Linked DNA regions of Sus scrofa: region 1 is linked to region 2. Evidence: chromatin contacts called from public targeted proximity ligation data. All regions are on one chromosome and are shown on one strand. The core of a region is the stretch at or near the end of the contact, and the rest is flanking DNA. Distances in the headings are between cores, read along the strand shown.

Region 1 (4,852 bases), core at 1,321-3,820, 180 kb after region 2:
ATTGCAAACAGACTGAGGTCCTCCAGGAAGAGGGAATTCTGCCTTCATACTGCCTTCGGACTTGAGCTGCAACAGCAATGCTTCTCCTGGTCTGGCCCTAGAGATTTTGGTCTTTCCAGCCCCCACCCCTTCAAGGCCACTTCCTGAACACAAATACATATTCATAGATGCTCTCCCCAAGCCCCGCCCCCGAACTCACACACACACCCTATTGGTTCTGTCTCTCTGGAGAGCCCTTGACCCACATAGATGGCACCACTCGTGATGTTCTCTCCATCAATGATGAGGTGATACACCTCCGAGAGGTCACCTTTCTAGGAAGCCAAAGGGTGGATACTGAGGTCCTTTACGCCACACAGGCCACTCGTACAGTTGGCGTTTCATCTCAAGTTTCAGAGCAGGTTAAAATGCTCAAACTCTAACCACGTATGGCATGCTTTTGCAGCACTGTTGTCCCTTAAAACAGACTGGGTAGATGAAACAGGGAACAAAGGCAGTAAAAGGAATGCACTTCACTTTGCCTACAGCTGATAACATCCCCGTCCTCTGACTTTTGGGATTACTGAAAAGTGAGATAGTGGCGTCTGTGTTTACCAGGGCTTAAACCTCCACCTGAGGATTTAACAAAGTGCTTTGTTTTTACGAGGCTTCCTTGACGGGCTGGGAAATAATGCTGGGAAATTAACACAATCACAGAAGCCACGCTAAAATTTCAGGACTGAAAAAACACCGCAAAAGGGCTGGAGTTTGCTGGAGCCTTGACAAAACAGGAGACAGAAAGCGGGGAAAAAAAAAAAAAAAAAGGTAGAGAAAAGTGATTCAGTGATGCAAGTCCACCCTCGGGGGAGGGGAAGGTTGGGAAACATCACACAAGTCTTCCTCAAAAAATGTTGACCGAAATACTTACTGATTCAAGCATAATGCTGTTGAAGAAAACAAGGAAATGACATATAAATCATGACTTTTACTCATTTTGAGTACTTAAGAACATGCCCCTAAAAAGATCCAGAAACCATTGTTACCTTGCATGACTGATGCTTTGAAAACGCTTTCAGGAGAAATGTTTGGGAAGCAGAGGGAGCAGCACGGATCTCCCGCAGAAAACAGAGGTGTACACAAACATTCTCTTTCCTTCGAAAAAGGAATCTGGGACCAGAAACAGTATCTCTACATCCCAGGGTCAACAAGAGAGTACAACAGAGAGGGAACCAGGAGAGATGCAGAAAAAAGGAGGGGTGGTATGTTTTTTTTTTTTTTTTTTTTTCCTTTTTAGAGTTGCACCTACGGCACGTGGAAGTTCCCAGGCTAGGGGTCGAATCAGAGCTACAGCTGCCAGCCTACACCACAGTCATAGCAACACAGGATCTGAGCCTCGTCTGTGACCTACACTGCAGCTTGCAGCCATGCAGCATCATTAACCCACTGAGCAAGGCCAGAGATCCAACCTGTGTCCTCATGGATACTAGTCGGGTTCATTACCACTGAGCCACAACAGGTACTCCCTCGGGACCTGTTCAAACACCAAGTAGGAGTGGCTTTCTTGGTGTGACCTCGAGGAGGCTCAAAACCTCCTCGCCCCTAACCATCCTTCCTAAAGGCCTCTTCCTTGGGGCTCAGGAATTGAGGCCACGGGAAGGCTCCTGTTAAAGAACCAGAGCTTTTCCAGGAAGAGAAATACATTCCTCCCAAGGACCTCATGAGCCTGGATCAGCTCTTCCCACACCCAAGCCCTCAGCCTGCAGACCACAGGGCTCCAAGGCAGTGGGCATGTTTTGACCACAGCCGTATCACATCTGCAGAGCACTTCCCAGTTTACAATGTGTTTAAAAGGTGTGAGGACTTGTGATGGAACAGGACGGGAGATAATGTGAGAAAAAGAATGTACATATATGTATAACGGGGTCACTTTGCTATACAGCAGAAATTGACAAAACACTGTAAATCAACTGTAATTAAAAGAATGTTAACATCAACCCATAAATAAAAAGGGTGAAGAACGGGACCTCTGAGACCACACTATCTGGATCCAAACCCATTTCAACAACTTTCTTTGCCATTTCCCCCTGCAGGGCAAGCAGCACGATGACCGCAGCTACCGCCTGGCGCTGCTGTTGGGAGAGGATAACGTGGGCTCAACAGGTTGAGAGGCACCTCGACTGATAATCTGGCACTGGACACACATGAGAAATACAGACTGACCACAGCCCCCACCCTTGGGCGGGTGTCTTTCCTGGTGACAAGCAGAACAAGATTCCTCATGGAATGCATGGGAACACACAGGTAGGACTGCACATGCGCTGGGAAGGATGGCTCTAAGGGGACGGAGGTGCGGAGGAGAAAGTAGCTGAGTGACCAGAAAAAGCCAGAGCACCTCGAAAGGAGGTACAGGACTAAAAGGGAGAAAGGAGTACTCCTCAAAGAGACGGTTAGCTTTGTTTCTACAGAAAAGCCAGGTTTCTCTCCCACAGCCTAGACCAGAATTAGCCACACGCTTTCCCAGCCTGTGACTAACACACTGCTGATCTCTTGACCTAAGAGCACACTGCTCAATTCTGTACAGCTACCTAGGTGGCATGTGAAATGTGATGTGCTGTCTTTGTCAGGGCTTTCCAGAGAAACCAAGCCAGTGACGTGTGTAGAGACACAGGAAGAGACTTCTTCTGAGGCACTGGGTCATAGGTTCAGAGGCTGACGAGTCCAAAATCTACAAAGAGGGCTGGAGACCCAGACAGGAGCCGAGGCTAGAATTCAAGGCCAAAGGCTGGCTGCTGCATTCCTTCCTCCCAGGAGGGGAGAGGTTAGTCTTTTGTGCTCGTCAGGCCTTCAACTGATTGGAAGAGGCCCACCCCTATCCTGAAGGGCAACCTGCTCTACTCAAGTCCATGATTTCAAATGTTAATCTCATCCATAAACACCTTCACAGAAACATCCAGAATAATGTTTGGCCAATATCTCAGCCAGGTTGACACATAAAATTAACCATAATGTAAGTCCTTGTTGCCTCCAGAGGTGCCGTTTCACAGAAAATTATGAGACTGCCAATGAAAACACATGAGTTCTACGGAGATGTTTGAAAAAGTTAAAAAACAAAACAAAACAAAACACAGAGGTGGCAAAGGAATAAAACCCACCAAATTCAAGATGGTGGCTAACTCAGGTGGGAAGACAGCGAGATTCATTTTATCACTATGCTTTGTAACGCATATCTTCTTGTGTATATATCGAATATTATATAAAATAAAGGAGTTCCCTAGTGGTCTAGCAATTAAGGATCTGGAATTGTCACTGCTGTGGCTCAGGTCACTGCTGTGGCATGGATTCGATCCCTGGCCTGAGAACTTCTGCATGCCACAGCTGTGGAAAGAGCCAAAAAAATTAAAAAATAATAATAATAAGGGGAGAGACTAAGCGTCTAGGCCATGTAGTGAGACTGCCAACTCAGTCCAGCCTACTGACCACTCCTGCACAGAAATCCCCTTCTTGGCTCATTTTTATCTCCTCCGTCCAAGGGCTCGTGTTGCTAGATGACTCCTTCATGTGCTTAGCCCTTTCTTCTCAAATGGGTTTTAAGTCCCCGAAGTCCTGGGGCAGTTTCTTACATCTCTTCATTATCCCCACAGGTCTGGCTGAATGAGTAACTCAATAAACACCGAAGGCAGAACACCAAGGTGGGTGGGGGCAAGGGTAAGAAAAATAAACCAGCGGAACAGCAGAACTGCTTGGGTGGCGCTGGGCTTCAGCTGCACGGAAGGCATGAATAGCTCCGTAACCGGCTTGAGGGATCAGAAGGCGAGCAGGGGCACGTGTGGGATTTTTACGTGCCTGCAAGGAAACAATGCCCATCCCGCTTGGTGGTCTGCTACAAATAGTACCTGTGTCAGTAAGGATAACAGAGCAAGGCTTGTGGACGGCAGTGCACACCAGCGAGCGGGGACCCCTGATCAGCTGAGATGCCCAGACTGGGAGCACACTTCCCAGGCACGTGGGACACTCAGCCCCAAGTGTCCTTACGAAACATACTGTGGCACTGTGGCGCTTCTAGCCCAGTTCCCAAGCCAATGTCCAGTCTCTCTCTCTCTTTTTTTTTTTTTTTTTTTTTTTGTCTTTTTAGGGCCACACCTGTGGCACATGGAAGTTCCCAGGCTAGGAGTTGAATCGGAGCTGTGGCTGCTGGCCACAACCACAGCCACACCAGATCCAAGCCATGTCTGCAACCTACAGCACAGCTCGCAGCAACGCTGGATCCTTAACCCACCAAGCGAGGCCAGGGATTGAACCCGTGACCTCATGGATACTGTGGTTCATGACCACTGCGCCACGAGGGGAACTTCCCAATGTCCAGTCTTTCGGCCAGTTTCCTCCGAGTCCAGTCGGTACTAGGAAGGCACCAAGCCTCCCCCAGAGAGCCAGCAGCAGGTGTGCTTTACGTGTCTTCGATTCCCTAAGTCCACACACTGTTAATTTTTCCCATCAGGACTCCTCAACCCTGAACGCAGCCTGTCCCCCCTTTGTCTCATGAACCCCAGGTCTGGCTCATTCCAGTTCCGGTTAAAGAAGATCAAGGCTGTGTGTGGTGATGGGCGCTCTCTCTCCCAGTGGAGCCAAGACTAAACTCTGGAGAAGGAGTGCAGATTGGGTCTCTGCTCACCACAGAGCTGGATGGAGATGATTTCTCTACTCGCCAAACTCTAGGGGATCAGGCAGGGAGAATCATAAACACAGCTGCTGAGCGAGGACTGCAGAGACTTCAAATAGCTTATAGACAGCTCCTGCTCAAAGGTCACTTAATGGGCTATAATTTAGGAGAGAAGGCTGAGATGAAAATTCCCGTAGCCCCAATCTAGTTCAACCT
Region 2 (5,670 bases), core at 427-2,926:
TTTTTCTTTTTAAGGCCACACCCTCAGCATATGGAAGTTCCCAGGCCTAGGGGTGGAATCTGCACTACAGTTGCAGCAACACGGGATCTGAGCCTTGTCTGCAACCTACACCACAGCTCATGGCAATGCTGGATTCTTAACCCACTGAGGGATGCCAGAGATTGAACCTGCATCCTCATGGATATTAGATGGGTTCGTTATTGCTGAGCCACAACGGGAACTCCTGATGACACCTTTTGGATTCATCTGGATTTGGGATGTGATTCTTGAGAGTGTGTATTCATTTTAATAGTATAATAATAAGCCTAATTATAATAAACCTATCTGGTTGTCTTCTGCAGTTGCATAGAAAGAACTCGTGGTCTATGGCCAAAGGACGATGGCCACACCACCCTGCAGGCACTGGATCTTGCCTGATCTTGGAAGCGAAGCAGGGTTGGGCCTGCTTAGTACTGGGATGGGTGACTGCAGGAAGGATTTTGCCCATGTGAAGGTAAGCAATCTATTGGCAGTCCCCTCACCTCTAGGACTTCTTGGAGCTAAAATGTCAAAGGGAATGTTCTATCCTCATCTGCATAAGGATTTTCACTTTTATTGTTTTCTGTTGCTTCTCTTTTACTGCCTCATACATTCTATTTCTCATAAAATGGCGAAATGCAAACCAGACCATTTCTCCAAGGAAGGCTTAACCAGCGCTGGCGGGACTACCCTGCTGGTTCTTTAGAGACATCAAACCGAGACCTTTGTAAACCATTGACCGAAAATGAGCTGTGTTTGGTTGGTGAAGGAAGGTCAGGGGTTTACTAGAGAACAGATTCTACGTATGAGGTGCAAGGACCTTGTATCTTGCAAACGTTTCCCTTTCATAAATGGGAAAGTAACCCCACACAAGCTGCCAGTTGATCATTTTAAATGACATCTAACCCAGCAAAGCTAACATTAGCTGAGAAATAAAAATATGTTGACATTCAAGATGTACCGCATTACTCAGTTCACGGAGGTAGCGACAGGAATTTTGTGGCATAAAGCAGTTGTTTCAAATTCAGAGCATAACTGGCTTTTATAACGCTATTGATTTTTTTTGTTTCTTTAGTTAAAAATTATGCCAGATGCTAAAAATAACTCTCTGACCATACAACTTTTTTCCTTTTTTTTTTTTAAACAATCGAAGTTCAAGCCATATGACTTATTGTTTTTAAGATGTATTTAAATAAAAGGCAGATCCTTTTAAGTTCCCTAGATCCTCTGGAGGTTGGTGCCATGGCCCACCAATAATTTCTCAGCTTTGTCAAAATCCATCATGTCTACACAGATAAAATACTCTTTGATCATCAATAAAACTGCTTAATACTAAAGAGTAACATGCACCAAACTCTCTACGCAAAAGTTTATCCCATGACAAAACATTTCAACATGCATATGAAAAAAAATTTATATCCCAAAGTCTTAATTAATTTTAGATAAATTTCTCCTAAACTAAAAGTCTTTCTCTATCAGGGAATATGGGAATTTTAAACAAATGTCCATGATGTGGACATAAGAGGAAGTTTAAGAAAGGCTTTCGCTCAAGTAAAAGGCTATTTTCCAGTTGCAGAAAGAGAGTTCTCGCTCTTTCCTGCTGGGTGAGGTACCCTGGATTTCCACAGTTAAAAGCCATTGTGAAAAATCCTTTCCTGTGGTCAGGGAGAAATATTTTCCCTCCCACGCCTGTCTCTTACCAGAGACTCACTGTACAAGCTTGTTGTGGAGAGACTGTAAAAAGATGGGCATTTCACATATAACCAACATGGTTTCTAATGGAAAAAAAAAAAACAAAAACACCATGCTAGACAAAACTGATGTTTAAAAAATCTGAGCGGGCAAGTCAAGTTATTGACAAGGGAATGTTTTATGACAGTGGTTAATTTAAATTTTGGGAAAGTGTCTAAGAAAGTAATTTTATGTTGTTTTAACTGCCCAAATGGAATTTTAAATGAAGGTCTGTAAAACCAGAGTTCTGTGGATATAATCACCAACAAGGAGAGGCCTAGTGTTCCTGTTTCATTGCTTGAAATTTATTGTGAGAAACAAATACACTGATTTTGGGTTCAGCAACAAAACAGGTAAGTAACATGAAAAACAGAAAGTTGCTTCTCTGCTTTATAGCAATGGTTCTAAAATAGAGGCAGCCTTGCTTCCTCGGGGGTCCTGAACAATGTTTGGAGACAATTTGCATTGTTACAGCTGGGGTGGGGGATGCTATGCGCATGTAGCGGGCAGAGACCAGGATGCCTTTAAAAATCTGACAATGCACAAAAGAACCACCTGTCCCCCCACCTCTGCATAAAGAATTATTTGGAGTTCCTGCTGTGGCTCAGTAGGTTAAGAACCTGACTAGCATCCATGAGGATGCAGGTTCGATCCCTGGCCTCAATCAGTGGGTTAAGGACCTTGAGCTGTGGTGTAGGTCAAAGACGTGGCTCAGATCTGGCATTGCTGTGGCTGTGGTGTAGGCTGGCAGCTACAGCTCCGATTCAACCCCTAGCCTGGGAACCTCCATATGCAAGCAGTGGAGCCCTAAAAAGGGGGAAAAAAAAAGAGAAAAATTACTTGCCCAAATCTCAAGAGCATCAAGCTTGAGAAACCCTGCTTATAGAAGCACAGGTTTTACAACATGCAGGAGGCCTATCTGCAGCTTAGTTTTTTTCTATTTTTTTGTCCTCCTCAATGCTAGATCAGCCATTATCTAGAAGCAGAAAGCTGATAAATCCAGTGCAGCCAACCCTGTGTTCATACACAGAGGTGATGGGTTTACCATGGGCAATTGCTTGTGCTTGGCTGGGGTGGAGGAAAACAGAAGCCATCTGTGCACAGCGGCGGCACGCTGGGAGAGGGAGAAGCCCAGGCGGAGGGTACCGATCCAAGCTCCCTGGCTTCACTGGGGCAGAAGGACCATGGCTGCAAACACGGCTAACCCTTTCCACCTCTGGCTTGCAGGAGGTGTGGAGCTGGGAAGGGCTGGGATCAGCACTCATGCCTTCCAGCTGAGAGCAGGCCCCAGCTGGAGCCCAGGAAGAGCCTGTTGGCTCAGATGTGGGGGCAGCCTGGGAATTTGCATCCAGGGGCTGCCGTGTGACAGAAAAGCCTGGCCTGAAACGAACCGCGATTTCCAGTTGCCTCAAGCCTCCTCTATTATTTTCCACCTAGCTACTGTGCTGGTAGTGTTTTTTGGCTTTTGTTTTGTTTGTTTTTTAAAAAGGCTGCCCAGGAGTTCCAGTTGTGGCTCAGTGGTAAGGAACCTGACTAGCATCCATGAGGACACAGGTTCAATCCCTGGCCTGGCTCAGAGGGTTAAGGATTTGGCATTGCTGTGAGCTGTGGGGGAGGTCACAGATGCATCTCGGATCTGGTGGTGGTGTGGCTGTGGCGTAGGCTGACAGTTGTAGCTCCGACTCGACCCCTAGCCTGGGAACCTCCACATGCTGTGGGTATAGCCCCCCCTCCCCTGAAAAAAAGACTGTCCTGAAACTTCTCTTTTAGGGCTCTTTGATTTCCCAGTCGTTCACAATGTAAATGAAGTGCAGTGACTTGGGCAGTGTGTGAGGTCAGGCCACCTGGGCTACCCCTGCTGGAGTGAAGGACTCTGCCCTTTCTGATGGTGTCACCCATCGCCTCCATATGTGGACAGCGGGCAAAGCTTCAGGAGGTGAGTCTCCAAGGAAATAAGGAAACTAGGGTTCTCAGAAGGGCTGCACGTGCAGCCCTGCATCCCTTGGAACAAACGCCCAGACCCAGGCCTTCTGGGTCAGTGCCCGTGCCCGCTCCAGTGGGCAGTGGTGCTGGCTGTACCTTCTGCGCTCTCCTCTCTGCAGCCCTGGAGCAGAGCAAAGAAAAATGAGCAGGGCGCCCACACTTAGACATTACCCTGCAGGTGCTGTATATTTACATGCAAAGCTCTTTGCCACAGGTCCACCTGCTGCCCCAGGCACCCTCCCGCTCCCCCCACTGGCTGTGGGTGAAAACCCCAAGCTGGGAGCTATAGGAGGGCTGGGTCTGGGGGCTACAGCGGAGAGTGTGGAAGGACAGAGCTCTGCTAGCTGCTCCTAAAGCCCCAAGCCCCTTTGGCTTATGCAGAGGGGGCCCCTATAACCCCGTCCTTTCTCTTCCCCAAACACAGCATTTACACGTGTGTGTGTGTGCGCGCGCGTGCATGAGTGCAGGGTGCACACATGCATGCACATGCCCACACCTTATTCCAAAGGCCCAGGGACGAGACTGTCCTTATCATTTTAGTGTAAGCCACGTGGGCTTCTCCTTTACGACGCCTTTTCCCCCCTCAGGCCTGTTCCGGAGGCTCATTTAGAAAAGTCCATGTGCCTCATTTGAGACACTCCCCACAGATACCACAGGGGAAGAAGCAGAGATGGCAACGACAAGAGAGAGGGGTGCTGTGGGACTCCCCGCTAAAGCCCCTGAGGATGAGCCTCCGTCTGCCAGCCCTGGAGTCTCCTCCGGCTTAGGTTCCTTCCTCTGAAGTCAGATGAGAGGCTCCCAGGCTTGCATTTCTGTGCATACAGGACTCATCCAGTCAATCAAGCCCAACCAAGAAAGTACACTGCTCTAGCCAGGTGACAGGTAAGCCACACAACTCTATCTCTTTGGTGATAGAATCTTTTTGTCTCCCTCCCTGCTTTTTTTTTTTTTTTTTCTTTTTAGGGCTGCACCTGCGGCATATGGAGGTTCCCAGACTAGGGGATGAACTGGAGTTGCCACTGGTGGCGTACACCACAGCCACAGCAATGCCAGATCTGCGCCTACACCACAGCTCACAGCAACGCTGGATCCTCAATCCCCTGAGCGAGGCCAAGGATCAAGCTAGCAACCTCATGGATACTAGTTGGGTTAATTTCTGCGGAGCCACAATAGGAACTCCTCTTTCTCTCACTTTCTCCCTCCCTCCCTTCTTTCACTGTAACTGTGGCATGTGGAAGTTCCCCGGGGCCAGGGATCGAACCTGTGTTGCAGCAATGCTGGCTCCTTAATCTGCTGCACCACATAGGAACTTCTGATGAGAATGTTTTTGTTACTGTTAAAAATGCAGCCTTGGGAGATAACACACACATATTAAAATGTCCCTTTAAGGAGCCGAAACAAGTCCATCCGAGGGCTGGACATCGGGGTCACCGGAGCTGGGAGTGGGGATGGGATCATTCTAGTCTCACCTGCTGCAGAATCAACTCACCAATGATACCCTCAAAGACCATGAAGCCGTTCAAGTTTGCAAAGCAAATCAAGAGACTTAAGCAAAAGTTGGGAGCTAGGCGCAAGAAAAGAAATATTCTCTTTGCGTGGGTCACGGACTCTGAACAACCAGGTGTGTACAGACCGCCAAAGCCCCCACTTTTGTGCAGCAGATGAGGGGCCATGAAGGGATTATGAACCAGTGTGCCAAAGAATTTTGCCTCCTTAGCAGACTTTTGGATTAAGGCCAAGGAAGGGACTAGCAGACGGGAAGACTCTGGCAACTCAGGTTTTAAGGGAATTGAAGAACTGGAAGCGAAAGCCAAAAATGACTTAAACTTTTTCGTTTAAAACGGAGCTGTCTCTAGGTAAAACCAAAGCAGGGCTTAGTTTTTCTGATCGCATAAAGTAAGAGCGCTATTGCCTTAACCCTGCAAAGACACACCATCT

Evidence for each region.
Region 1: a targeted proximity ligation map of alveolar macrophages shows a contact between it and region 2. A contact is called at or near these places in 1 of 47 Hi-C or Micro-C datasets (retroperitoneal adipose tissue) and 1 of 2 datasets of targeted methods (alveolar macrophages).

Annotation. Positions count from the first base shown.
Region 1 is chr5:60,711,146-60,715,997 of Sscrofa11.1, forward strand. The region is part of intron 1 of ETV6 (transcription factor ETV6); the gene reads right to left. Among named protein-coding and RNA genes, the nearest start is that of ETV6, 63 kb to the right of the region's middle.
Region 2 is chr5:60,536,950-60,542,619 of Sscrofa11.1, forward strand. All of the region lies in intron 5 of ETV6 (transcription factor ETV6), which reads right to left. Among named protein-coding and RNA genes, the nearest start is that of BCL2L14, 180 kb to the left of the region's middle.